Regions from separate parts of the Capra hircus genome. Here regions 1 and 3 are each linked to region 2. Evidence: chromatin contacts called from public Hi-C data. All regions are on one chromosome and are shown on one strand. The core of a region is the stretch at or near the end of the contact, and the rest is flanking DNA. Distances in the headings are between cores, read along the strand shown.

Region 1 (3,416 bases), core at 775-3,274, 100 kb before region 2:
GTCACACAGTCTCAGTATAAACCAAAGTGCTTCAAGTGCCACAACTCAGCAGAAAGGTTTAAGAACTGCTTGCAATCCCAGCGTGTTTTTGCTTCTCTATGCTTTTAGAACACGGTTAAAAGAGAGTTAGAGAATGCTCTGGGCTTTTGTTTTGAAACCTCTTCAGCTTGTTGCCTATTTGTCTACAGATTGTGAGATTAGTCTATTTGCTTTAAACAGATCGAACAACCTTTCAAATAAACAGACTTCTACGATGGGTTGACTTATTTTGGATGTGCAAAGATGTTTGCTGAGCTTCTCACCTGAGACGCGACGATCCTGTCTCAGCGTGTCACAGTTAAGAGTTCAAAGGGAAGTGCCGTCTGTTGTAGCCTGTTTTGCAAGATGGCAGAAGAAAAATGTCTCTGTTACAATATGATCAGCTATCGGCATCTCCCCAGGGATTTTTCATGAACCTAAGAAGGAAATCTTAGTCAAGTTCCCAAGGGTAAACCATCTTTGTCAAGAGACCACTGAGAACAATTTCTAAAGATGGAAGACATGCCTTCTGTGTTCCCAGCATCTGGGTTAGCAGTGGCGGTGGAATGGAGGGCTGCTTAAGCCTTGCCTCTCAGAAAAAACATCTTCTAGCGAATTGTGGATAATTGCATAGGTTTTACATATTAACTTATCACAGCAAAAATAACAAAATTAAGGAATGAAGATAATGTCCATATTGCACCCCTCAACCCCTCCTTCATTCTACAGAGGGAAAGGGGTGAAAAGGGAATAAAAGGGCTGCCGCCAATCAAGGAAGTTTACACTTCAGCCCACCCTGATCAGGCCTAGTTACCACTGGTCTTTGTGCACACAACTCACTGCCTGAGGGGTTGTTCAGCCAGAAAGGACAGGGTGAGAGTCAGGGGGTGCTGGGCATCAGGACATTAAACAGCAGATCATACTAGAAACCAGGGCTCAGGATACAAGCTTTCTGGTCCCAAATGCATCTCTAATCACTTTCATGACTTTGGGCAAGGCATTCTACCCGCTTCCTGTGTACAACTGAGGAGGTTGGTCTAAGTGTTCTCCAAGGCTCCTAATAGCTCCTTAAAATTAGTGTCGTTCTGGTAAAGTGAGTGTAGGGAGGTTGTGAAATGAAGCATGATTATCCCTGTTGGCTGTAAAAGAAAAGGCCCTTGAAGGCAGTGAGAAAACAATCCACAAGGAATCCTTGTGCTGGGTTAGGCAACTATACAGAAACACAGAATTGTGTGTCCTGCATAACACCAGTACATGAGGCCATATCAAACTGGGTTCAGGTAAGAAAGCCCACATCTTAACGCAGAAAACCAGGCTTCTGAACCTGATCAGGCTTACAACTAAGCTGTGCCCTAGCTTCCTTACAATCTCTTTCCGTGATAATGTAGCACCTTGCGCACACAATTAAATGTCAGCCACAGAAAACATTTCCCTTGGCTTTGTTGTTCCAGAAGGGGATTCTTTTGTCCTCAATATAATGGATATGCAGAAACAATGATAGAACAGACTTTTTTTTTCTAAAGCGATGACAAACACACTGCTGCTTCCTCCCTCCCCCCTTTCCTCTTATCCCCACCCCCCAAAATAAATCATTGTATTTTTTTTTTTTAAATCCCATTGTCTATTGTCCACGGAGATTAAGATCTGCCTAGGAACCGCGCTGGCGGGCTCGAAGCTGCCGCGAGCAGCCGGTAGGTGGCGCACGAAGGCAGCGCAGGCGGGAGCTCGGGACCCATCCCGGCGGGGGCGGTGGGGGGCGGTGGGGGGCGGTGGGTGCGGGGGAATCTCACCGCCCCCACGCCCGCCCGCCGCCGCCGCCTTCCACCCCCTCCTCACGTGCTAATTGCTGAATACTCTACTGGGACTTGGGTTAAGGGAAAAGAAAGCGGGAATGGGAGGCGGGGGAGGGAGGTGGGGAATCCGGTTCCGAATACACAAAGCCTCCGGGGTCGGCGGCCGAGGAGCAGGGCGTCCCCTCCCTTCCCCCAGTCACCCACCACCGTCCGGCCGCACCCGGCGGAGGCTCCGGCCAGACGGGCAGACAGACCACTGGCGGTGGGAGGCGGGTGGTGCGGGGTGGGGATCGCCGGGGGACAGGGATCGGGGGTGTGATCTGGGTTCAGAGCCCCACGCCCCGGTCCTTGGCGCACGCCTAAGCCTGGATACCTCCCTCTCTAGCTCACCCATCCAGAGCACCTCAGTTGCTGTCCAGCCGAGAATGAGGCTGCCTTCCGACTCGGGCAAGGCCAAGGCCAGGACCGCTGCGGGCCCGGCCCCCAAGCAACAGGGTCGGGTGGGTCCCGGAGGAGCAGGCTCCCATGTGGCTGCCTGAGCCCGGCTGGAGCCATCCGCATGCGTCCCTCAGGAGGACTGGCGACCCTGCCCCTCCCTGGTCGCGGGCTGCCACTGTCACCCCGCCCTGAAAGGGCCACGCGGTCGTCCACGACCCTCAACCTCTGTCTAATAGAACATGGTGTTACATGCTTGATGGGCCTAAAGTCAGATGCCTGGGTTGAAATGTGAGCTTTGACACCTGGGGTCTTTTAATCTTGGGGATGTCCCTAAACTCCCCAATCTTCCTTCTCCCCAACTATTAAAAGCGGCAGTAATGCTTACCTTACAATAATGATGTGAGGATTTTTTAAAAGTGATGCTTAACTTAGCAGGAGGCCAGCCTAGAGTAACTTATTATTAACAACCCGACTCTCCTTGGAGCTGGAGGAAGATGGGCAGTTTGCTGCCCCCTGAGACCCATCTGGCGTCTCTGTCTCCTAGGCTGAGGAGAAGGGGGCCAAGAGATGAGCCGAAGAACATCCTTAGACTGGTCACTCCCAACAGCAAATGCCATTAGTTTGTCCCTCTTCGGCCCTCTGCCTCTATCTGTCTTCCTGCCCCTGATGCTGGGCCGTGGCAGTGTGGGGACCCTGTCCTCTCCTCCCTCTTTCCTGGGTATATGTTCTCTTCTCAGTTGGAAAGGTCTCAGAGAGTGTATAACATGGGCTCTGGGGTCAGACACAATCAGACTGGAAAATTCTGAGCCCACGTCTCCTAGCTGGGACATTGGGTGTGTCATTTAACCTCCCTGAGCTTCAGTTTGCAGGTTTATGAAATGGTGGTCATGATTCTTACCTAAGGGTTCCTCTGAAGATTAAAGGAGATAATGTTTCTAAACAGCCAGGTATGTGCTATCTGTTCAGTCGATTTTTAAGTTTACAGTTGAAATTAGGTCAGATTATCTTGCAGATCACTGGAGTTTCTGCAGACAGCCACCAAAGTTGAACCCCCAGAACTACTACCGTTGAGCGTCTTGTCTCCCTCCTGAGTCAGCAAGCTTTATTTGCCCTCCAGGAAGAGAGCAGAAATACAGTGAGGGCACATTCTCCCCAGAGCCTCACAGG
Region 2 (3,217 bases), core at 258-2,757:
TTTACATTGGTTTCACTACTTAGAGGTAACCTCACAACATGCTAATCAGTATTTTGCTGCCCATTTTACCTTATAATCCAAAGGATGGGAAAGATAAAGTTCACCATATAGATCTGATTAATTGAAAAGTATCGGTTCTTATTGCTGACATTATGAGGTTAGAAATAGCATCCTATGCTAATCTGCAATGCCAAGAAATGAAGATGGTTTAAATCAGATCTCATGACTAATGTATGAGATCCAAAGTTCTTTTATTCCTGGCTATTTTAGAAAACTGGGGTGTATTTTTACCCAAAAAACTAATTCTGTAAGATTTATTGAGATAATACAAAATGCCTTATTACAAACAGCTCGCAATCAAGATTTTGTCCTACTGATGATCATAGAAACTGTTCCTCAATTTCAAATTGTTTCAAAATTATGTATACATGCAACGGGTTAAGACCGGGTTACTTTCTGTGGGTGCTATTCCACTTTAATTGTACTTTATTGTAAGTTCATTTAAACAGAAAGAAATATATCTAGCAATAAAGTGTGCCTGTTATTTTTGCTTGTTTTTGTTTTGTTTATGACAAACTGTGAAATGCTGTGTTTTTCCTATAGTTTTAGTCCATGAAATCTGCACTCTTTCCACTTGATTTAGGAAGGACCCTTAATTACTGCTGTCATTAGCACCTAGTGTTCAAAACAGTCTGTTAAAATGTACTGTTAGTCTCACCTCTAAGTCCCTGCTTGCTTTATTTCATTTTTTTTCCAAGGGTAAGTGAAACAATAATTGCCCTAATAACAACAATCACATACATCGAATCAAATAACATTTCAAGTTTTTTGTTGCCTATTTCTTTTTCTTCAGAATTCCGCTTTTGTGTGTTAAGATTGGCCTAGAGTTTGAAAAAGTGTCCATAAGTAGGGTTACTACTACCGAGGACTTATTACCTGGGTTTTAAAAACAAGGCACTTATTTGCCTTTTTCTTTCCACATGGATATGGATGACAGACAACTGCTGCCAAGCTTTAATGTTTCTGCCTGGTCATGCACAGTTCTGCAATTTATGCATAAATGTATATCAACAACTTGGGATCGCTTGATAACCTCGCTCGGAATAAGGAAATCCAGCCAGGCGCGTCCACGCGGCCGTCCGCGCGTGCACACACGCACACATACACCCAGGCGCGAGCACGCGCGCGCACACACACAGACACACACACACACACACACAGGTCAAAAGTTGATTAATTCCCGAGATCCCCCAGAATCTTTTTCTCTTTTCTGCCAGCGCCGACTTCCCAGGCCGGGTGGCAGGGAGGCTGGGGGCGTGCGAGGGGCGGGGAGGAAGAGCAGAGGGAGGCGGGAGCTGGGTGCCGGGCGCCGGTGCGCGCCGCGCCCGCTCCTGCCGGGTGAGAGTCCGGGCCGGGTTTTGCGCCGTGTCCCCGGGCTTGTCTCACGGCCTCCAGCCGCCGCCGCTGCCGTGTTTACTGAGCTCGCGCGTCCTGATATCACTCCGCTGGCATGGAGGAGGAGGAGGAGGTGGAGGAGCGAGAGGAGGAGGAGGAGGCGGCGGCGGCGGCGGCGGCGAGCAGTTGATCATTGTGATGGTGGCAGGAGCAGCGGCGGCAGCGGCAGCCCAGCCGAGCGTTAGGGGCTGCTCTCCGCGCGGCGTTTTGCAAAGGACTTCACCGATCTACTTTTGCAGTCGCCTCGGACTGTCCATGTGTTTACTTCCCCCAGCCCGAGGATTCGATATCTAGGTTCCTGTGAAATGCAGCTGAGCAGCCAAAGTACTTTGAGAACACGGGGCGGCATAAACACCAAAACTTTTTTGTGGAAGGAAAATGCAATAAGCAAGCTTGCCGTTTTCCGATGCGGCGTGGAGTGAGTGTGTGTCGCGCGTGTCCGCACTGAGGCATATGCTTGTGTGTGTACATGGGTTGTGTTTTTCGGTACGTAGGGAGAAAATGCTTGCCAACCACCGGAAATCTCTTGGAATTTATTAGAAAATAATGGATTATGAAAAGAAGGCAGGCGCAGAGCGGATCTTCCCTTGAGTTGCAACCCGATTTGCTGCTGGCTCAGTTTGTTGTGATTCTTTTTGTTGATAGGTGTCTGATGGTATTCTGATAACACCCCCCTTTTTTCCCCTCGAGCTTTACAGTTTAAAAAAAGGAAACAAAAAAACCACCCCAAAATCTCTCCCCCCTCTTTTTTTTTTTCGCCCGGTCGGGATCGCTGTTTCCATCCATGTGCTTGCGTCTCCCCCGCGTTCCACTTAAACTATTTTAATCCTTGGACCCAAGGAGGAGGCTGATAGGGGGTGGATAAAAAAAGTTCTTCCAAAATAGTGTGCCCGGGGAGCAGGATGGGGGATTTCGCAGCCCCCGCTGCTGCCGCGAATGGCAGTAGTATTTGCATCAACAGTAGCCTGAACAGCAGCCTCGGCGGGGCCGGGATCGGTGTGAATAATACTCCCAATAGTACTCCCGCTGCTCCGTGTAGCAATCACCCGGCTGCCGGCTGCGGCACCGGCGGCTCCGGGGGCCCGGGCGGCGGACCGGCGGCCGTCCCCAAGCACAGCACGGTGGTGGAGCGGCTCCGCCAGCGCATCGAGGGCTGCCGGCGGCACCACGTCAACTGCGAGAACAGGTACCAGCAGGCTCAGGTGGAGCAGCTGGAGCTGGAGCGCCGGGACACCGTGAACCTCTACCAGCGGACCTTGGAGCAGAGGGCCAAGAAATCTGGCGCCGGCGCCGGCAAGCAACAGCACCAGAGCAAACCCCAGCAAGATGCGGAGGCTGCCTCGGCGGAGCAGAGGAACCACACGCTGATCATGGTGAGGGCGCGCTGGCAGCGGGCACGGGGCGCGCGCATGAGAGGGGGGGCGCGTGGAGCTTCTTAACAAGGGGGCGCGGGGATCTGATTTGCACGGCGGGCGAGGTGGGCTGAAGCCGAAGGGTTAACGTCAACTTTTTTGAGCTAAAGCTGCCGTCGCCGCTACCTGTTAATCTGTCAGGGTTGTCAGATTTGGGGAAGACGGGGCGAGAGGAGGGGAAGCCAGTCACGACTGCAAGGGGCGGAGGGAGCCTAGAGGAGCGTCGGAGTAAGGCACTGGAAAAGTTTTACCCCCCTCTCCCTTTCTTAGATACCGATGTGAAAGAGTGTACCGAGTTGAAACCTCGCTCCTCCTCCTCACCGCTCCCTACCCCATCCCTCACCTCGCCG
Region 3 (3,557 bases), core at 912-3,411, 84 kb after region 2:
AGGAAGGCTGCCCGGAGCCCAGAGCCTGAGGCCTTGAGGAGGCAGAGAAGAGAACTGCGAAGTCAGGACAGAGTGACTGCAGACTTTTCTGTATCTGACCACAAAAATCTCTCGGGTCTCATTTTCATGTGTACCCTTCATCCTAAGATCTCCACCCGCCAAGGAGCTGAGTTCATCTTATTTCTGTTGTTTGTTTTGTAAAAGCAATTGACCTGTATTTTCATTTTGAAGATACAAAGTTTAAATGTTAACTATCCTTTTTCTTTAGATTTGTGCCAACGCCAAAAAACAATCTAGAGTGGAATCCTCAGTCGTAATATCTCATGTGATCCACAGAGACCTTGGGTTGGGGGATAGAGTGAGAGTATTCCTTGAGAGAATAAATAATAAATAGCTTTGCCATTGTGTTGAAGATATGTGAAGCTTTGCTCATGTATTATATGTCCCTTCTAACACCCTGGGAGGAAAATTGGCTGGCAAACTTAATCATTGACAGACATTTAGATTTTGATGTTTAAAAGCACAAGAAAGAAACTTGTATTTTAACATTTTTTTCTTTGAATTTATAGTTTTTTTGTTTTTGTTTTTCCTTAATTCTTCAGTAAGTTTCATTTTGGAAAATCTCAGCCATGTCTTGGCTGACAGTGTAGGAAAGACCTTATAATGAAGTGGTTAGGAGCCCTGACACTAGAAGGCATAACCTACCTGGATCTGGTTCCTGCCACTGTCCCCTGCTAGTCACGTAACCTTAAGCAAGTCATTTAACCTCGTCAAGCCTCAGTTTTCTCATCTGTGTATTGGCAGTGATAGCAACCTCAGAGAATACGAGCATTAAATGTTATGATATTATGAGCATCTATGTGGTGATAGATCTCAAGCACTGAACAGATGCCGAGTCTACAGTAAGCATTCACCATGGGAAACAATTACGGTTATTGTCTTTGCTACCAGTTTTCTTCCCCTTACAGGTCATTGCAGTGGCGGCTGAGGATTCTGCCCTAGGTGCTTTCTAAGAGCCAAGGAAAGCTGGCAGACAGCAGGAAAAGGGAGAGAAGCAGGGGCCAGCTGGAGATGAATAGTGACCCTCTGCCCATGCTTTTTCTGACTTCTTTGCTTCCTGCTTTGAACCTGGCTTTCTGTTTGGCTGGGACCCTTCAAGTTTTTCTCACTGATACCCTAGATCTGTCCAATCAAAGTACCAGGGTGACTTGTTGGCAGAAAGAAATGTATGAGGGATTTTGAAGACTAGTTTTTTCAGCTTCAGAAGCTATGAATATTGATTGATGTCCACTCTGCCCAAATGGCACCCCAAATCTGCCACCCCAAAGGATCCCCCTGATCCTGTGTTCCTGGTGTATTCCTAGCAGAGCACCTCATCCCCAGTAGGTGTTAGTGCCTGGGGGGAAGACAGAGCCAAAGGGCCAAGGAACTCCTCTATCCTGTCAGTACCAGAGTAGACGGAAGTTCATAAAAGATAAAGCTGAAATGGTAGATAAAAATCGGTACAGAAAAAAAAAAAATCGGTACAGAAAGCCAGACAGTCACAGATCTGTTGATTTCTTGTCATCTTCTGCCTCCCCTTGCCCCAGTGACACACGCGCGCGCGCACACACACACACACACACACACACACACACACACACACACACACACACACACACACACACACTATCTGTTTCCCAGGTGGAGTGCTGACTTAAATTTAGAGATGTTTTACCCTGGAATCCCTGTGGTTGAGATGAACACATCAGACCCTCTTTTTCTTCTGACATCTCCCGAATGAAGCCAGAAGAGACGGCAAAGGAGGGACAGTTTCAGCCAGCTTGCCTTCCTCTGATTCTCTCCGTGTTTTTCCGATGGAGAGGTACTTACGTCTGGAGAAGGAGGGATTGTTGGCAGCTATGGGGACCTCTAAATGGTTTTCTTCACTGTTAATACTGTCGGGGGAGCCGGTGGAATGGAAGCCGGAAGCGTCTGGGTAACCAACTGCCACTGAGGTGTTCGTGGTTGCTGTTCGGATCACAACGGGCCGTGTGTTCCTCCCCTTCCTCCCCCACGTCTCTAGCGCTGGCCTCATATCTCAGACACACACACATTCTTCAGATATCACGTTCTGGGACATTCTTGCCCCCCACTCCAGCCTACCCAAGGGACTTTTAGATAATGAATGAGAGCTTTCTTAACTAATGATATTCTTGACCATCTGTCCAGCTGGTCATGGAGACCATAAGGCAGATGCTGCTCTTTTTTTTTTTTTAAATCCCCATCCTTATAAAACTATAAATGTAAAAATTTCTGTCATTGGATCTGAAAGAGTATGTCTGCTCATCCATTTCCTTTTTTTTTTTTTAATGATTACTGTGAAGCTGTGGGCCTAAGAAATGAAGCAATTTTTTTTTTATGAAGTCCTGAGTTAGTGTGTGTATTGATATTTATTCTCTGCCGCTTTGAATTTCTCAGTGTTCAAAAAGTGGGCATTCATATCACTCTGTTGTTAATATTTAAAGTTTACAGGGGTGATGGGAATGTTGGGGTGGGGGTGGTCTCACCTCCGTGTAAAAGCTGTAAACTTAGAAAGCCCAACAAGTGTTGGTTCCCACCTGGTTTCCTGGAGGCTCAGGAATGTACGTCCAGGAAAAGGGTGGCAGGGTAAGCTGAATGGAGCGGCTTCAGAGCAGCCTGCAGCCTGTGTGGATGGCGTTTCGAAGGGAGGGAGGGGAGTGTGTGCGTGTGGCTGTGCGCACGTGTGTCTTCTGCGGCAGCTCTTGCAGACAGCTGTTGAGAGGCTGTCGGTTGTATTTGTCTTGCCCAACAGTGGCAAGGCCTGGTGCGGATCCCCAGGAACTGAGAGACAAAGGAGGGTGCAGGAAAGGAGACTTAGGCAGGCGATCCCGGAAGCTGGAGCTGGGGGCAGAAGGATGCCACCCTCCGATTTCTGTGGCACGCTGTAGTCTGTTCTGGGAAGTTTGGCAGTTCTCTCCGGGACTCTGGGCTGGCCAGGAGGCAGGGCTGCCAGACCCTGCTGTGAGGTTATTGGCATGAAGGACTTTCCCCCAGGGAGAGGGAAGGGGCTTTTTTACTTCCCAGTGATTTTTAAATGGTGACTATGTTGACCAGATGCAGGGGAAGAAATCATCTGTGTGGACCAACAAGTCTGAGTCAAGTTGAAATGCAGATAATAATGAGCCAAAGCCTGAAGTTGCCTTTGGGAGGTGGCCCCTGCCCCCTCAGCCACCAAGGGGCTCAGTGGAAGGCCTTTGCTCCCTCTGTGTTGAGGCTTTAAAGATGGTTCATCATCGCAGAGGTACCCTTTTTATTCCAAGGATTTGTTTTTCAAGATTCTGCTTTAGGCTTTGCTAGTGTAACTTGCTCAGTCATATCTGACTCTCTGACTCCAGGGACAGTAGCCCACCGGGCTACTCTGTCCATTGAATTCTCCAGTCAAGAATACTGGAGTGGGTTGCCATTCCCTTCTCCAGGGGATCTTTCCTACCCCAGGGACTGAACCCAGGTCTCCTGTATTACAGGCAGATTCTTTTACCAACTGAGCCACAGGG

The links. A called contact is a pair of places that touch in the nucleus more often than the background predicts.
Region 1: a Hi-C map of blood shows a contact between it and region 2, with 2.3 times the contacts expected there. The contact joins the enhancer-like site here to the promoter of MAML3 in region 2. A contact is called at or near these places in 2 of 5 Hi-C or Micro-C datasets (blood and liver).
Region 3: a Hi-C map of blood shows a contact between it and region 2, with 2.2 times the contacts expected there. The contact joins the enhancer-like site here to the promoter of MAML3 in region 2. A contact is called at or near these places in 2 of 5 Hi-C or Micro-C datasets (both in blood).

The regions. Positions count from the first base shown.
Region 1 is chr17:53,534,244-53,537,659 of ARS1.2, reverse strand. No RefSeq gene overlaps it. Among named protein-coding and RNA genes, the nearest start is that of SCOC, 95 kb to the left of the region's middle. Within about 2 kb of position 2,024, at least 1 of the 5 cell types and tissues checked has an H3K27ac peak or open chromatin away from gene starts, as enhancers often do.
Region 2 is chr17:53,429,733-53,432,949 of ARS1.2, reverse strand. MAML3 (mastermind-like protein 3) reads left to right here and starts at 1,507. Exons shown (of 5, transcript XM_018061556.1): 1 at 1,507-2,828. The coding sequence starts at 2,358.
Region 3 is chr17:53,346,320-53,349,876 of ARS1.2, reverse strand. The region is part of intron 1 of MAML3 (mastermind-like protein 3); the gene reads left to right. Among named protein-coding and RNA genes, the nearest start is that of TRNAC-GCA, 65 kb to the right of the region's middle. Within about 2 kb of position 2,161, at least 2 of the 5 cell types and tissues checked have an H3K27ac peak or open chromatin away from gene starts, as enhancers often do.